Linked DNA regions of Anas platyrhynchos: region 2 is linked to region 1. The links are chromatin contacts, called in public Hi-C maps. All regions are on one chromosome and are shown on one strand. Each heading gives the region's core, a stretch centred on a gene start, on an enhancer-like site or on the middle of the called end of the contact. The rest is flanking DNA. Distances are from core to core; before and after follow the strand shown.

What was found. A called contact is a pair of places that touch in the nucleus more often than the background predicts.
Region 2: a Hi-C map of F1 follicle shows a contact between it and region 1, with 2.4 times the contacts expected there. The contact joins two enhancer-like sites. A contact is called at or near these places in 2 of 8 Hi-C or Micro-C datasets (F1 follicle and liver).

Annotation. Positions count from the first base shown.
Region 1 is chr6:14,939,161-14,946,019 of IASCAAS_PekinDuck_T2T, reverse strand. It overlaps MBL (mannose-binding lectin), which reads left to right. Exons shown (of 25, transcript XR_011809996.1): 14 at 528-613; 15 at 3,062-3,434; 16 at 3,685-3,817. Among named protein-coding and RNA genes, the nearest start is that of SFTPA, 49 kb to the right of the region's middle. Within about 2 kb of position 3,154, at least 4 of the 8 cell types and tissues checked have an H3K27ac peak or open chromatin away from gene starts, as enhancers often do. A contact at or near this core is called in F1 follicle, where this site is marked.
Region 2 is chr6:15,197,230-15,204,516 of IASCAAS_PekinDuck_T2T, reverse strand. It overlaps CSGALNACT2 (chondroitin sulfate N-acetylgalactosaminyltransferase 2), which reads left to right. Exons shown (of 9, transcript XM_072039480.1): 9 at 1-886. RASGEF1A (RasGEF domain family member 1A) reads right to left here. Exons shown (of 13, transcript XM_027460021.3): 13 at 6,901-7,287. Among named protein-coding and RNA genes, the nearest start is that of MBL, 27 kb to the right of the region's middle. Within about 2 kb of position 1,861, at least 5 of the 8 cell types and tissues checked have an H3K27ac peak or open chromatin away from gene starts, as enhancers often do. A contact at or near this core is called in F1 follicle, where this site is marked.

The DNA.
Region 1 (6,859 bases), core at 1,905-4,404:
AGGAAAAAAAAAGTATGGAATTGAAATGAAATAAAAATTTTATGCATGTTAAGGTATGAGCTGCAGGCCAGATTCTGTTTTTATTTACTCCTTTGTAGGTGTTACAGTACTTCTATTATGTCACTAATCTGGTTTGAGTTTTCTCTTGTGGCACTGAGATCAGTATCATGCATGTGAGTGTCTGACAGAGCAGAATTGAAAAACAAGGAATTTTTATCTGGTGAGAAAGCCTGGCAGTTTGTACAAACCAGGAAAACATGATCAAAATCAGACTTCTGGAACTTATAGTTTCACTTGTGTCTCATTTTTTCATAGCCAGAATCCTCCCCAAAAAAACAAACAAACAAACAAAACGTAAACTAAAGATTTCATTACAAGGGTAGGAGAAAATGCTTGTGGCAATACAAATGCACAAACTACATAAGAATAAATGAGGTACATTTTATATCAATTTCAAATGTAAATAAAAGCTTGAAATATAATTAATGAAATTATTGAGAAAGACACATATCTGTTCTTTTTCCTAGTGGCTGTGGATGGGGAAACTCCTGCAGATCTGGTGCCTACATGCTCTCCCTTTTCCTAGTAGTCCATAATTCTTCTGCATTAGCAGGTAAGATGTTAAAGACGTGATGAACTATTTCAGAGGAGAACAATGAAAATAAGAATGATGCAGACAGCTAGCACTGCTGCAGCTAGTTGAAAAATGTCTACTCAGAAAGCTGCAACTACCAAAAGATACAGTAGTAGAGGTGACCTAGGCAGCATGCCCAGTGTAAGTGGTGCAAAAGAATATATTTTTATATATTACAGTCATATTTCTGGATTTCTTATCCCTGCTTTCAGCTGCTGGGCTTCCTTTGTTTTTTATCTGGACGTCCCCTACTCTTTCTGGACCACCAGTGATTGTGGTGAGTCAGAAGAACCCAGAGCCTGACAATGATGATGTTCTTTTGTGTGGCCCTGATGTCACAGCTGTAGCTGTATACAGACCTGTGGCAGGCTGCGATGTTGTGTACATCATCTCCAGATGAGAAGTTCCCCTACATATGCCAAGCATCATGTTGGGAAACTGGATTCATTAGCTGTATTACTAATACTTGCAAGGAAAAAGAATTACCTTGGAAATTATTTGCAATGTGTAGAAGGGCCAAGAAAAAAAATTGCAGAAGTACTGTTTTAAAGGAAATACAAGAGAATTTAAGTGAAAATTCTTTCATATATATGATCAGAGAAGTGCATTAACTAGATTGCCTGTCATATAGGCAGTTTGTATTTTCTCTCAATTTGTTTTTGTCAAATATCTTTGTAATAAAATATGTAGATCTCTTTGGAGAGCACCATGCTACATGGATAGGGAGCAATATCCAGGTGATACATGGCACTGTCATTAGTTTATTCGGGGTAGGGCAGCCAGTTTCCCTCATGATGTGTTGAGATTAATGATCAGGAGCAGCCAAGCTGGGATTGGTTCCACATCTAAGAACGGGTTTGCATCAGCTGCAGTAAGTAGCACTGAGGAGTTAGATGGCTGTTCGCAACCTAAGATCACAATGTGTCCTCATCTGGCTTTGGATATCAAAGTAGAAGCAGGCAGTGGTGAAGGCCATAGGTGTCTTTACATTGCCAGGGAACATATTTTATATTTGCTCAGTAACTGTAGCAGCTAACAGAAGTCTGCAGTATCTAGAGAAACAGCTTAGCACATATTAATTTCCTGAAATTGCCCAAACAAAGCAGGCAGCGTAATCAGTTTTCTCCGGACTCAAACGGCAATTACAATGAATGCAAAAAGGTTAAAAACATCTATCTGTACTTCTACAGAAAAGGGATTATGCCGCAGGTGTAACAACATAACATTCAGCTGTATGTGAGATGGGATTTGGAGCTCCATGCTACACTATGATTGAATTCATACAAAAGTACTGCTTAGAGAGGAAAGACATTAATTCATATCTTCTAATTAATTATCTACTGAACATGACAGAATAAAGACAGCATAAGAGAAGGAAAGGGTAGGAGTCATCAGATGTGGTAGCATTTTGTTGCCATAAGGAATGTTTCTTCCTCTTCAGTTACAGTTTTATGACTCGGCATTGCTGAGGTTGGTGATTTACAGCACAAAAGAGCAATGGGCTTACATGCAATCTAGTTACATTTGGATCTCAAGAAGAAATGGGGTAGCTGAATGTGCGTCATGTTCAGCTTAGTGATTCAGTTGTAAGACAGTCTTCCAGAGAGACCATAATGTTCTGTCAGAAACTCCAAATGAAATGTACCAGAAGTACATTTCACAGGAGCAGTGGGGCTGGAGACTGATGTGCTCGGTAGCATCAAAGGAGGGAGATACATGTGGGGAAGAAAAGCTTTGCCCTGTCACCAGCAATGTGTTTTGACTCTGATGCATAACAGCCACACCTGGCTCTGGAATAAAATCTTTGTGCCAGAAGTGTAACTGCATGCAAGGAAACAGCGCTGTAGGCAAGACATTGCCATAGGTGTTCTGTGATTTCTGTTCCTACAGGTGAGATGGGAAAGCCCAATGTGGTTTGGGGCCCAGAAATCCGCACAATAGCAAGCTGAGGGAAGATCCCCAGTTCCTTCCAACCTCATCATTGAGGCTTGGCTATGCCTAAGGCACCAGCGGGGATGACAGGCTGTGCAGCGCCCATAGGGAAGCAGCCTGTGCCCAGGCAGAGAAGCGCTGTCAGAGCAGCTGCTACTGGCCTAGGCCAGAGGGAGATGCTGGGGCTTCTCGCACACTGTGGCTCCCTGTGTGGGGACTTAACGTAGCACCGCTACTCAGCAAGACGTTGGCACAGCAGCAATGCCGTGCAGGCCTGCCCACAGCTCCTGCTGCCAAATGACAGCGGGCTGGGGCCAAGGCACCAAGCCTTGTGCTCTCCCACCTGCCTGCAGGGCTGCCTGAGCTGCAAGGCTGTGAGCTGCCCGTTTTGCCCATTTTGACACAGAAATGGGAACATTTCCTTACGTTACAGCTTATTCTCCCTTAGTAAACTCCCTTGTTCTCCCTTAATGTTGGTTTTGTCTTCCTTCCCAGCCAGTTTTCCTTGGTGGTGGTTGATAACAGCCGCAGGAGTTATGAAGCAAACCAAAACAGTGTTTTGCAACACTTAAATGCAGTACTTTGCCCATATCTGAAGAGCTTACTCACTGGCCGGCCACGCTCAAAGGATGCCGCAGCTCCATCCCACAGACTAGCGTTGCTTCCCTTCTCATCTCCTACTTCCCGAGTGGGTGTCTGCAGAGTGCCGTGATGGCATCGATCTGTTTTGACCATACCTATGTCAATCTGTTCTTCCAGCACCTTAGCAGGCGCCAGCCTTTAGAAGCTATTTCAAACTACTGCCACTGTGAACTGTGGAAGCATACAAAAAGTGCAACGGGTCCAAGCACAATGCAGCAGTAGGCAGGTTCGTTGCTAAAACTTTTATCTGAAATAGGAGTTGTTACTTGTATGTTATTTAAGTGTGCATTTAAATTCAAGAGGCAATTAGATACTTTTTTGGAAAGGAAAACTTGTAAATTATGTATCAGAAATTCATAGTAATTTAATACATGTGTTTTTCTGTACTTTTGTTCCTCAGGTGCTTACTATGAGATAAATTGATTCAAAGGGAAAAAGTGAGAGATACATAATTCTTGTGTTTAATATTAAACTAGGCTGAGGAAGAGCACGTGAAAAGCACACAAGGAGAGCACTGCAGCCTGCACAAGCCCGTAGAGGAGAAAAATGGTGGAAAAACACGGACAGTACCCCAAGACCATATATTTGAAGAAACTGAAGAGAATACTGGCAAGTAAAAGAAAAACATGCTAGAAAACATTTTGGTATTTTAACTTGATTGTCAGCAAGTGACGTTTAGGTTACTTAATATGTATAAATTATATTTTTTTCCTTTTTTAACCAACCATTTATCTAGTTTATGTCCCAGCATGCTTAACTTCAGGCACTACTGGTAAACAAGAGTGTCAATAAAATAACTAATGCTTGCTTTATAGAGTTAATTTTCTCCCTTTCTCTTTTCTAAGTGACCTGGAGCTCATCCTTAAAACATGCCTGGCTCCAAAATTCAAGACAATTTATTTTTCTGTCAAGATAGCAAGGGATTTAGATATGAAGTAATATACTGTTGTGCTTTACAGTTAATACCAATTTCCTGCTTTTTCCTGATATTTTGATATCTCTCCTCTCCATGATCATCTCTGTATGCAAGTTAGAAAATACAGAAGCAACATAAAGACAAGTTTTAAAAAAAAAAGAGCACGTTAGATAGAGGATGCCAGGCTCTGAAATGTTTCCCTCTGCAGAGTTGCTCTGTGGTGCTCACTGAACTGATTAACAGATTCCAGTGCACTAGATGAGGTTCCTTCCAAGTGATACCAGACCATTTTTCCAGCCACTCTACATTTATCTATCCACATGACATTCCTGTGTGTTTGTATACACATTTATTTTACTGAACAGAACTGAAAGGAGAAATGTTACATAGAATTTTAGATAATAGTGTGTAGGAGCAAGAATGTGAAGTACTTTTGGATAAAAGCAATAGCATACTATTATTCCATTGTTAATAGAATATTTGTACTTGTTGGTTGGCCTTGAAACCATATGGAAAATCATTGTTGAAAATCAAAAGTGGTTCAGGAAAAGCATTTTTTTTCCAGAATAAAGTCATCCATAGTTCTTTAGTAGGTTTTGTTTGTGAATGTGTACATGCAGTTTTAGATGCAAAGGCATTCACGTTTCCCTTCAGTTTTATGAGTACTTAAGTTTTCTAGTTTAATTTATTGCTTTCATTAAATGTAACACAATAAGAAGTAGAAGGTGACTTTGTTGTCTAAGTGGCTAGAAAGACGTCTAAAATTCGGCAGCAGTACCATTTCTCTCCAAACCAATCCCAAATTCAATTCAAATTCCATTTTTGGGTCACAAGTAATAATCTGTGATAATTGCATTACAGTAATTTAAACTACAGCTTCTTTAATCTCATATACTTTAAATGCATCTGAGGAAGACAGTTTGAGCTACAAATTTGTTTTCTAATATTGGAAGTAATGTATGTAAATGGCAACTAAATTATAAAGCTTAGCTTCATATTACTTTTATGGCTATGTAATGCTCTCAGTCAGATTGGTTTTACTTGAACTATACTCAGAATTTATAAAATTGCCACTTAGCATATGATTAGCACTGTTATTTGTTTGAGTCCTCATAATCATAGAATGGTATTTAGGTTTTTATTTCGACTGGCAATGAAAAAATAAGAGAACAAATATTAGGGAAAAGAGTGCATTTGCAATGAGAGCTTGCTAATTTTTTATCAGGTTATTTTCCGCTCCAAAAGTTTGGCTAGAAGACAGATCTAGAGACTGGGGACAGGCTTACATCTTAGTAGCATTTGAAATGCTACTCAGAGAACCAGGGAGAATGTTTTGTTATCGCTTCAGAGACTCCACCTTCTTAACAGGCATCTCATTCTAAACTGAAGCTAAGAGGAGAATGTAGAAAAGAAAGAACCATATAAAAACAGAACATCTTATTTTTGTGTTTAAAAAAACACAGAATATTGCGAAATGATTAAGGGAATTCCTACAAGGGCAGTAATTTGACCTTTTTGGCCTCTGCTAGATTGCATGCCCTCAGGTAGGATTTGAAGTAGAACAGCAAAAGTACATGAAAGTTCTCCAAGGAGAGATTGAGTCCAACACATTCTCCATTCTCGGTCAGACACTGGTTACCCTTTAATGGATGTGATTATTTTGTCAGCCAGGAAATCCTACGTAACAATAATGTCATAGCAGAGCAGATCTGTTGGATTTGCGTTTCAAGGAATTGATAAAAGTAATTATTTTTCTTGCTTAGTTTCTCTACCCAGGGGGTTGGTTGGTGTCAGTTTTTATCAAATGTCATTCTGATATGTTTGTGTCTCCTCATATTTGAGCAACTGGAACACTGATGTAGGGATACAGTGAACACATAGTATATCTCAGTGGAGCTAAACATTTCTTGTAATATTTTTCGCTGGGTAGTTACTGGTCCTCCTCAGGGCATTTGGAGTCTGCAGCACAGCTGTGGAAGGAATTCAGGCTCCAGACAGCAACCTTTAGCTGTGCTCAAGGATGCCTGAGGATGTTGCTATCTCTTCTTTCATTAGTGTTAATAAAAAGCAAGCAGGTAGTGGTGTTTTACATACAAAGTATTCTCTCTTGTCTAGCCTGGCTGCATCTCTGAATTTTTTTTGAAGCCTAACCTTCCTATTCAGATCCAATCACCTTCCTACACTGATTGTTTTCCAAGATTTCTTCTGTGTTGTGGTGCATTTAACAATGGAATTTGGACTTCAGAGCACTGTGGAGGTTTATATGTCTAAATCTCAGAAAATGTTTTGTTGTAAGAAAACTATGTTAATTTTTAAATTAATATTATGAGGTTCTGGGCACAAAGTCATAATGTTTTTATGTTTAAGAGGGAAAATACTGAACTGATTAGTATACATATTGGAAATATTTCTGTCTAGGAGTATATCCTGCATGAAATACATAGCCAGACATATGGCCAGTGAACCATTTATGAACCATTTAATTTAGTTGTGTTGCATATATTTTATGTTAGCTATCTGCACAGATATGAATTCTATAACAGACAAATTATCCAATAATCTCAAATAACTTATGTTCAGTGTTCCTTATATCTTTATGTTATATTTCATTTCAAAAGACTGACTGTTCTTCTTCATTGTTAAGCGTAAGTAATGTGGCAAAGACACCAGATTCTGTATTAAGTATTCTCCAGAGAATTCAGCAAGAAACAATTTTTGAGACCTAATTCAACAGG
Region 2 (7,287 bases), core at 612-3,111, 260 kb before region 1:
TGGCCCCACTCCTTATTCTGAAGCCCTGCTTGTGCATCTCAGCCTTTAAACTGAGGAACCATCATTTCATTGCTATGTAAATTCATTAGAGACCCATTTGCTGTTATGCCAATGTCCCTTTCTTTCCCTCTGTCATTTTCCTGACATGTTTTTGGAAGCAAGTCACATACTCTTAGCTGTTTCACAGACTGGAAAAGCAAGTGCTGTTACAGTCTTTCTTCACATGATACTTTCTGTTCTACTGATTTATCCCAGTAGCCTTATTCTTCACTTTTTCAATTGTGTTGTTCTTTTTTTTTTTTTTTTGGGGGAGGGGAAGAATGGAAGGGGTCAAGCATGCATGAACAGAATTATGCTGCGGTCTCATGAGTGTCTTGTACAATGGCACTACTACTTCCCTACTTCCCTTTTGGATATTCTGGGATGCATAAGCAGTTTAAATGCAGGCAGGTCACTTTTCTCCATGTTGTCTTATATACTACCGTATGGCATGCCTCATTTTTAATACATTTGTTTTTAAAATTAATGGTGAGAATGCTAATTCAGTGGTTATACCATTTGCATGGTCTCCACAGAATTTAGAAACTAGGCAAAAACCCTTCTCAAACCTTTTCAAACCAGGTAATTAAGTTTTGTTAATGAATTCAGTTTGCTTCAAGAATTCTGAAGGCAATTAAAAATTTAAATGGCTGATTTTTCTGAATAGCAGATATGCTGTGCAAATAGTTCCGGGCACTGATCCTTTCATATGTACATAAAATCTGCCTTTATGTAACTTATTGTGGAGAACAGTTTCCTGTATTGTACTTAGAGTGATGAGAAAGCATTGCAAGACTTCTTGCAACTGATTCTCTGTATAATAAATGGAATATCTGCATTTTAGAAATTGTTTTAAGCTGTTTCTTTTGAAATAAGTGTTTATAATGTTTTACCAGGTAGATGACACACCAGATTGAAGTAATAGTATTTGCGGTGAGAGTTTTAACCAGTGAACATCTATCCTGACTAGATATAAAACTTACATATATACCAGATGTTTTATTGTAAGGTAAACATCTTGGTGGTGGGTCCTTACAGAACAAGGTACCAGTGAGGAAAAGAGTAAGTACGTAGGCATGACGACTTCTAGTAAGATTTAAGTGGGAACTTTTATTGAAACTCCAGCCCTTAACACTTAGCTAGTGTTGTCCTGGCTGTGCTGGTGCAAGAATAAGCATCAAAAATGCCTCTCACTTCATCTCACTTCATACACACACTGGCATGACTGTTGAGGTTGTATGGAGGTATTGAGCACTGCTGCAGCTTGGCTGTTATCACTCTACCAGTTTAGTTCCCATGTTTTGCACACAGCAGACTGCTGATAGCCAGATCTCATCTTCTAGTATTTCCACTGAGTGGTTGTGTTTATCAAAAGTGGCTGAAATGAGGAAAGAGAAAAATGTCAAGTGTCTGCATCTGTGCAGTCCATACTGGTCTGATACAGATGCTGGAAGGCAATCAATAGGAACCACTTCTGAAAACTTTCCGTTCATCGCCCCAGAATGCGGAGGTGGAGGCATTGAAGTTAAATGAAGTCGGACCTACTGGAACTTGCTCATGCCAGGGTTGGGTATAGACACAAGCAGTCCAAATCATCATTTGAGCAGTTGTAAACTCCTTGGAGCCCTTGCAGGCCTGGCCCTTTCTCTTTTCTCTTCTGCACAATTAGTCCTGCTGTCTGCAGTAACTGCTTGTGTGAGAACATGTGCTATGACATTATCAGCTCACTAAGAGCATGTTTGTGCTGTGTTATGAAATCCAGAGAGATTAGTGTGGGCTCTGTGCTATGTTAAGTCATTGCATGGTGCTTGCTCTACAGTGGTAATAACAAGGACATGGAATCTCCTCAGATACGTTTTGCTGCTGCACAATAGTGGATACAGTACACACATCTAACAACTTGCTCGTCTGCTGTTCTGCAAGATGACTTTACTGCTCACAATCCGTAGAGCATTTACAGCAGGCAAATACTCAATTCTAATAGTGTAAATAGTGTTTTATGGTACTTCTATAATTTGTTGGGTAGCTTATTAACAATGGTAACAGTGGAAATTAAATGAGTTGCTTAAATTAAAAGTTGTTATGATTTAAAGTTTATACTTCCAGGGAATTACTACTAATCATGTATACACCTCATGTTCGCTAACGATTTGTCACTTAATTTTTCTCATTAAAGTAATTAGATTATAAATAACTGCTTTAAACATGCAGCTTTTAATTTAATCTTAAAATAGGCCTTTTCCTTTTTTGTTCTGAAGCATTTTGAACATTGCTCTTGAGCTTACCTATGTTTTAAGTAGTTAGTTTAAACAATGTCAGATATTCAGATATTGTTTCTCAGTGAATTAATGTGCATTTTTCCAAATGGCCTTCACTGAATGGAGTCAACTGATGAATATCATACAGATACACAGATGGATTGTTTTGTCTATCTTAACAGGGATTCTCCAGAAGAGGACAAGATATATGTCCCTAGTAATCCCAAAATAAAACAAGAAAAGGTTGAGACTTGTGGACTGTAGAGAGAACGTTTCTGTTCAGTGTGTTGCTTCGAAAGTTGCTTGAATTTGTACAACTATGTCAGGTTACCATCTACGTGCTACTTTCCTGGGTCTGTTCTGCTTTTAGTTATTCTTTGGGACACTCTATTTCCACAGAAACCCATTGACTACACATTCTGTAGAAGTGCTTCGCTACTTCTTCTGCCTTAGTCTTTGGGAAACGCATGAGTGAAGCCACTTTCAGGGCTCAGATTTTGAGGTTAAGTTACCACTGTTATCACAAGCTAACAAGTCTACTGTCTTCTATCTGGCTATGGATGTTACTGGCACTTCAGTTACATTCCCGAGCAATTAACATAATGCTGTGTCACTGCCCAATAATAGGCAGAAAAATGTACAACTCTGGAGAACAATTAGTTTTCCCCAACTCCTTAGCATACCTGAAACAAATTACATGTGCTGTATAAATAATATGACCTGAAAAATGGGATGACTTATTTTTTCACCACTTGGTCTTGCATCAGCTTGTTCTTTTTTCATCACAATAGTGTACTTGCTGCCTTCCTTATTAGCCCAGTCCCTCTTTCTCTTTGATGTGGATTTTCTCATTTCTTAAAACACTGTGCCACAAAGCCTTCAGCCTTTCATAAGCTCCAGTATTGGCTTTTGAGCAACACAGGAGCCGCTGGGAGTTGGAGCTAACTGAGCTGCTGGGAGGCAGAGTGGTGTTGAGTGGCAAGGAAAGTCTGGATTCTGTAAGCAGGACAAGAGCAGCAAGGGTGCACAAGAATTGCTTTCTGCCATTTACCAGCTTTGATATCTGTCTTAAAACCTTTTCTTCCTATTTCTGATTTGTCACAGTATTTCATGCTGAAATACAGTAAGGTATATGATGACAACACGTGGTTCAAGACAAAGATCAGTAATTTAAGAGTTAATGCTCAATGTTTGTTTGCACATCACTGGTTTTGTTCTGTAATGAAACTAGAAATAGTAGGATTTTCCTTCATTATGATGTGATCTTAAGTGATTTCATTTGTCTAAGTACGCTGAACTTCAGGCTGCATTCAGCAGTCACCAGGCTGTGATACAAGTGCGTGTGCATGCATTCAGCTGTGCAGATGAGACAGATTTGCTCTTTCCCACTAAAACATGCAACTCTTCTTTGAAGGTGTTTCTTTACCTCATCCAAGAAGGGGAGGAAATTAGTCATGTTTCGAACATGAAATCTCCGCATGTTGCTTTAGGCATACATCTGGCTATATGACTGGAAAATGTTAGCTAAGTGTCTAGTCTTAACCTCATAACTCCTGCCGTGGGACTGAAGAGACAACATTGCAGTGTGCTTCACAGTCCCATTTAGCACTTCTGGGGTGCAGCAGCCCTGGGCCCTGGCAGAGAGCAAAGCTGCAGGGTCACAGGCTTTCAACTCTCCTCTGCCTGGCTATGCTGCAGCTCTACTTTCCTCCAGGTTGCGCCTCTCCCTCAGGGCCAAAGCTGTGAGCAGGCTCCAGCAGCAGTACGGACAGGGCCAGATGAGAGCGAGGTGTGGTGGTGGTGCCTGCCTGGCTCTTCATCGCTTTTTTTGCCACAAATACATACCATTGTTAGCCCATGACCCATCTGGCACTGGGTCATGGCTATTAATCTGTGATATGTAACGTGACTGAGGTGTGATGGGTGCGGTAGGGTGGTTTGAAGCTGAACGGTGTACCTGGATTGTTGACTTGTCACAAGTACACATGTACTGGGCCACGACACAGGGAAAGCACAGCATGCAGTTCTGAGCCAGACGTGCCTGCACTGGGCCACAATGGGCCATGGTAGATGCTGTTTATGTGACAATCAGGTTCCCTTTTTCAAGTTGTGGTCTGGGTGTGGAAAGCTGAGTTTTCCTGGAGGAATTGTTTTATTGTTGGAGCAGTAAATATAGAATACCAACATGCTCTGCTGGAATGAGAAGTAATGTTTGTGGTGGTTTTTTTTTGTTTGTTTGTTTGTTTTTAACTGTTGTTACATGTTATATGCATTAACTGTAAACATTTCCAAGGACCTTGCATCTGCAGAGGAAAAAAAGGGGAAGTGTTCTTGATTAGGGAAGTCGAACTGAGATTAGCTTGGGACACATTTTCATGTTAGACCCAATATAAGAATGAGTTCAGGACGTGCTTTTGAATTTTCAAACTTGAATCCATTTTAAAATATGCCAACCAATGGTACAAATAAATGTGGTTTTGAATTAGAAAAATAAATAATCAGAAAATATGGAAGAAAAACCAAAAATTTACAGGGAAATACATAGTTCTGTGTTCCTTGTGTTCAGGAGAAAATAATTAGTTGCTTTATATTTGTATTGATTCACTACATGAAATTCTATGATCCTTTGGTCTTTGAGATACATGTACCTATGTTATTGAAACATCTTTGAATGCTGGTTAGCTTGTGCTGATGAGTGTTAGCGCCTCTCAGCATTTAACACTGAAGAATTACAAATGGAGGGAAAAAGAAAAGGTGGTGAAGCACTGTGTCTGAGTGCGGATGAGCATCTGAGCAGCTGTTTTACTGCATGTTCATGCATTAAATTTAGAATAAAATGAAACGTTTTCCTTTGTCAGATCAGTAAATTAGAGGAAAAGTACTGGAAATAGCTGATGACTCAAGATAGATGCGGTGACTCATTGACTCCAGTATCAGTGTAACGATAAAAGCTTTTTGTTCAGCAAAGGTGGTTTAAGCTTTAGTTTGGCTGGGGTGCACTAACTGTGCATGTGATCCCCCAAATCCACCTGAAGGGCAGTAATACTTAGGACTTTGCTGTGCCATTCAGTAAGGAACACCAGGGCACAGCTGAAACTGAGCAACGCTGGTTTTAGATTAAGTCTTTCTGCAAATTTATTTTAAGAATCAAAACAAAACTTTTTTTTTTTTTTTTTTGTGAATTATCTCACTGTCTGTGCAGCCTTATTTAATGGCTATGAGAGAAAGCTATGAGAGAAATCTGCTCCCATATGCTCCTGTTTGTAGGTTTTTCCAATTAGTTGGGAGGCTGGGGTTGCCCTGATAACCCGATGATAACCCGATATATGTTGCAGGCTGGAGGGGAAAGATTTGTTTGTACAAGTCCTCAGAAGAATTATTGATTTCCCTTCAATAAAGCTGTACTAATATCTGTTGTCAACTGAATTTTGCTACCTGAGAATTATTTGCTGAAAGAAAGCGTTTTCTTGGGAACTTTTAACTTGATAAATGAAGTTGCTGCTAGCACCACTAAAAATACCGTGCTGGCATTGAGTTGCTGCTTATCATAGTATGGTTGTACTCTGATGGAAGTAAAGTAGATGGAAAGCAATTTTATTGTTTACTCTTACACCTGAGTAAATAAGTAACTTATCCTAATGACTAGATGGGACATAATTGGAAGTGAGTTTTCAAGGATGTAAAATATGCGTATTAATTATGAGTGTGAACTGACCATCAGAAAGACTTTTGGCTGCTTGATTCTCTTAACACTTAGCATCATTATCTTTCCTCATGACTCGTGATGACTGATAGTAGTACTGTTCTACTCCGTGAGGCTGTTGTGGACATCTGGTTACCAAAACGATATCCCCAGAGTTTTAAACTGATTAAAATGCTTAGGGTATTTCCAGAGCTTCCACGATTGTAAGGCTCATTTTTTCTTTTTTTTTAAGGCTTATATCCCAGATAAAGGAGGTAGCATGGGTAGGACTGGGACAATGCATTAGGAAGGCTGGCTTTACCTCACAGTGTGGTGCTTGGCTGGGTTGTGGCATGATCTTGGGGAAGTGGCTTTGCTTCTGTAAATTAGGGCAATGAAAAAGGGTAGCAGTTGCAACCAAAGGTCCTGGAGTGTTGAAATGTTAACAGAAACCTGCTACAGGAAACCCCACAGCGTGCTGCAGCCAGCAGCAAATGTTTCCATGCTTTCCTCTTTAAAAGGTATTTGTATGGGAAGGGGAAAAACAAAAAACAAAAACAAACAAGCAAAAATCAAAATCCAACTCCTAGGACACAAAATGCTTTTGTTCAGTGGATTTGTTAACTGCATTCATTGAGGTACTGAAATATTCCAGAGCAGATGCGCTGCATCAGATCTGTAATACTGGCACAGAGATAGCACATCAGAACTGGCAGCATGTTGTTGGCTTAGTGTTGTGCTCAGATTTTGCTGGAAGATATTTAAATATTTTATAATGCAGCCTTAAGTCAGGATTTAAACTTAAGAAACCAGTTTGTTCACTGCCACTTCATTATCTTCTACAGTTGGTTCACTGTGTTCAGCCACTGGCTTGTGGTTTGGTTGGTTTGCAAGTGAAAAATAACCATGGAAAAAGTTAAGCCTGGTTGAAGCGATTTTTTTTATTAATGCAAGCACATCCAGTCAAACACGGAATATCCTGCTTTATGGTACAGCTTTATATTTAGCATTTCAGCTCAGAATAGCAAAACACAGTATTTAAGGAATGTATCAAACTGAGGGAAGAAAAATAAAAAGGAACCAATGTGGATACTGCATTGATTTCAAGTATATACTAGGACTGATTGACCAGTGAAGTGCACATTCATGTGAAAGCTTTTTTTTAATACATTTACAGAAAGTGTTCTAAAATTGCATTTCAAATATATATTTTTCTTAAATTTTAAGCATCCCTTTTAAATCTCAGTTACATAAACAAAGCTGATATACAACCCCTTTTATAGTGTCCAACAACGTTACTAGCTAGAA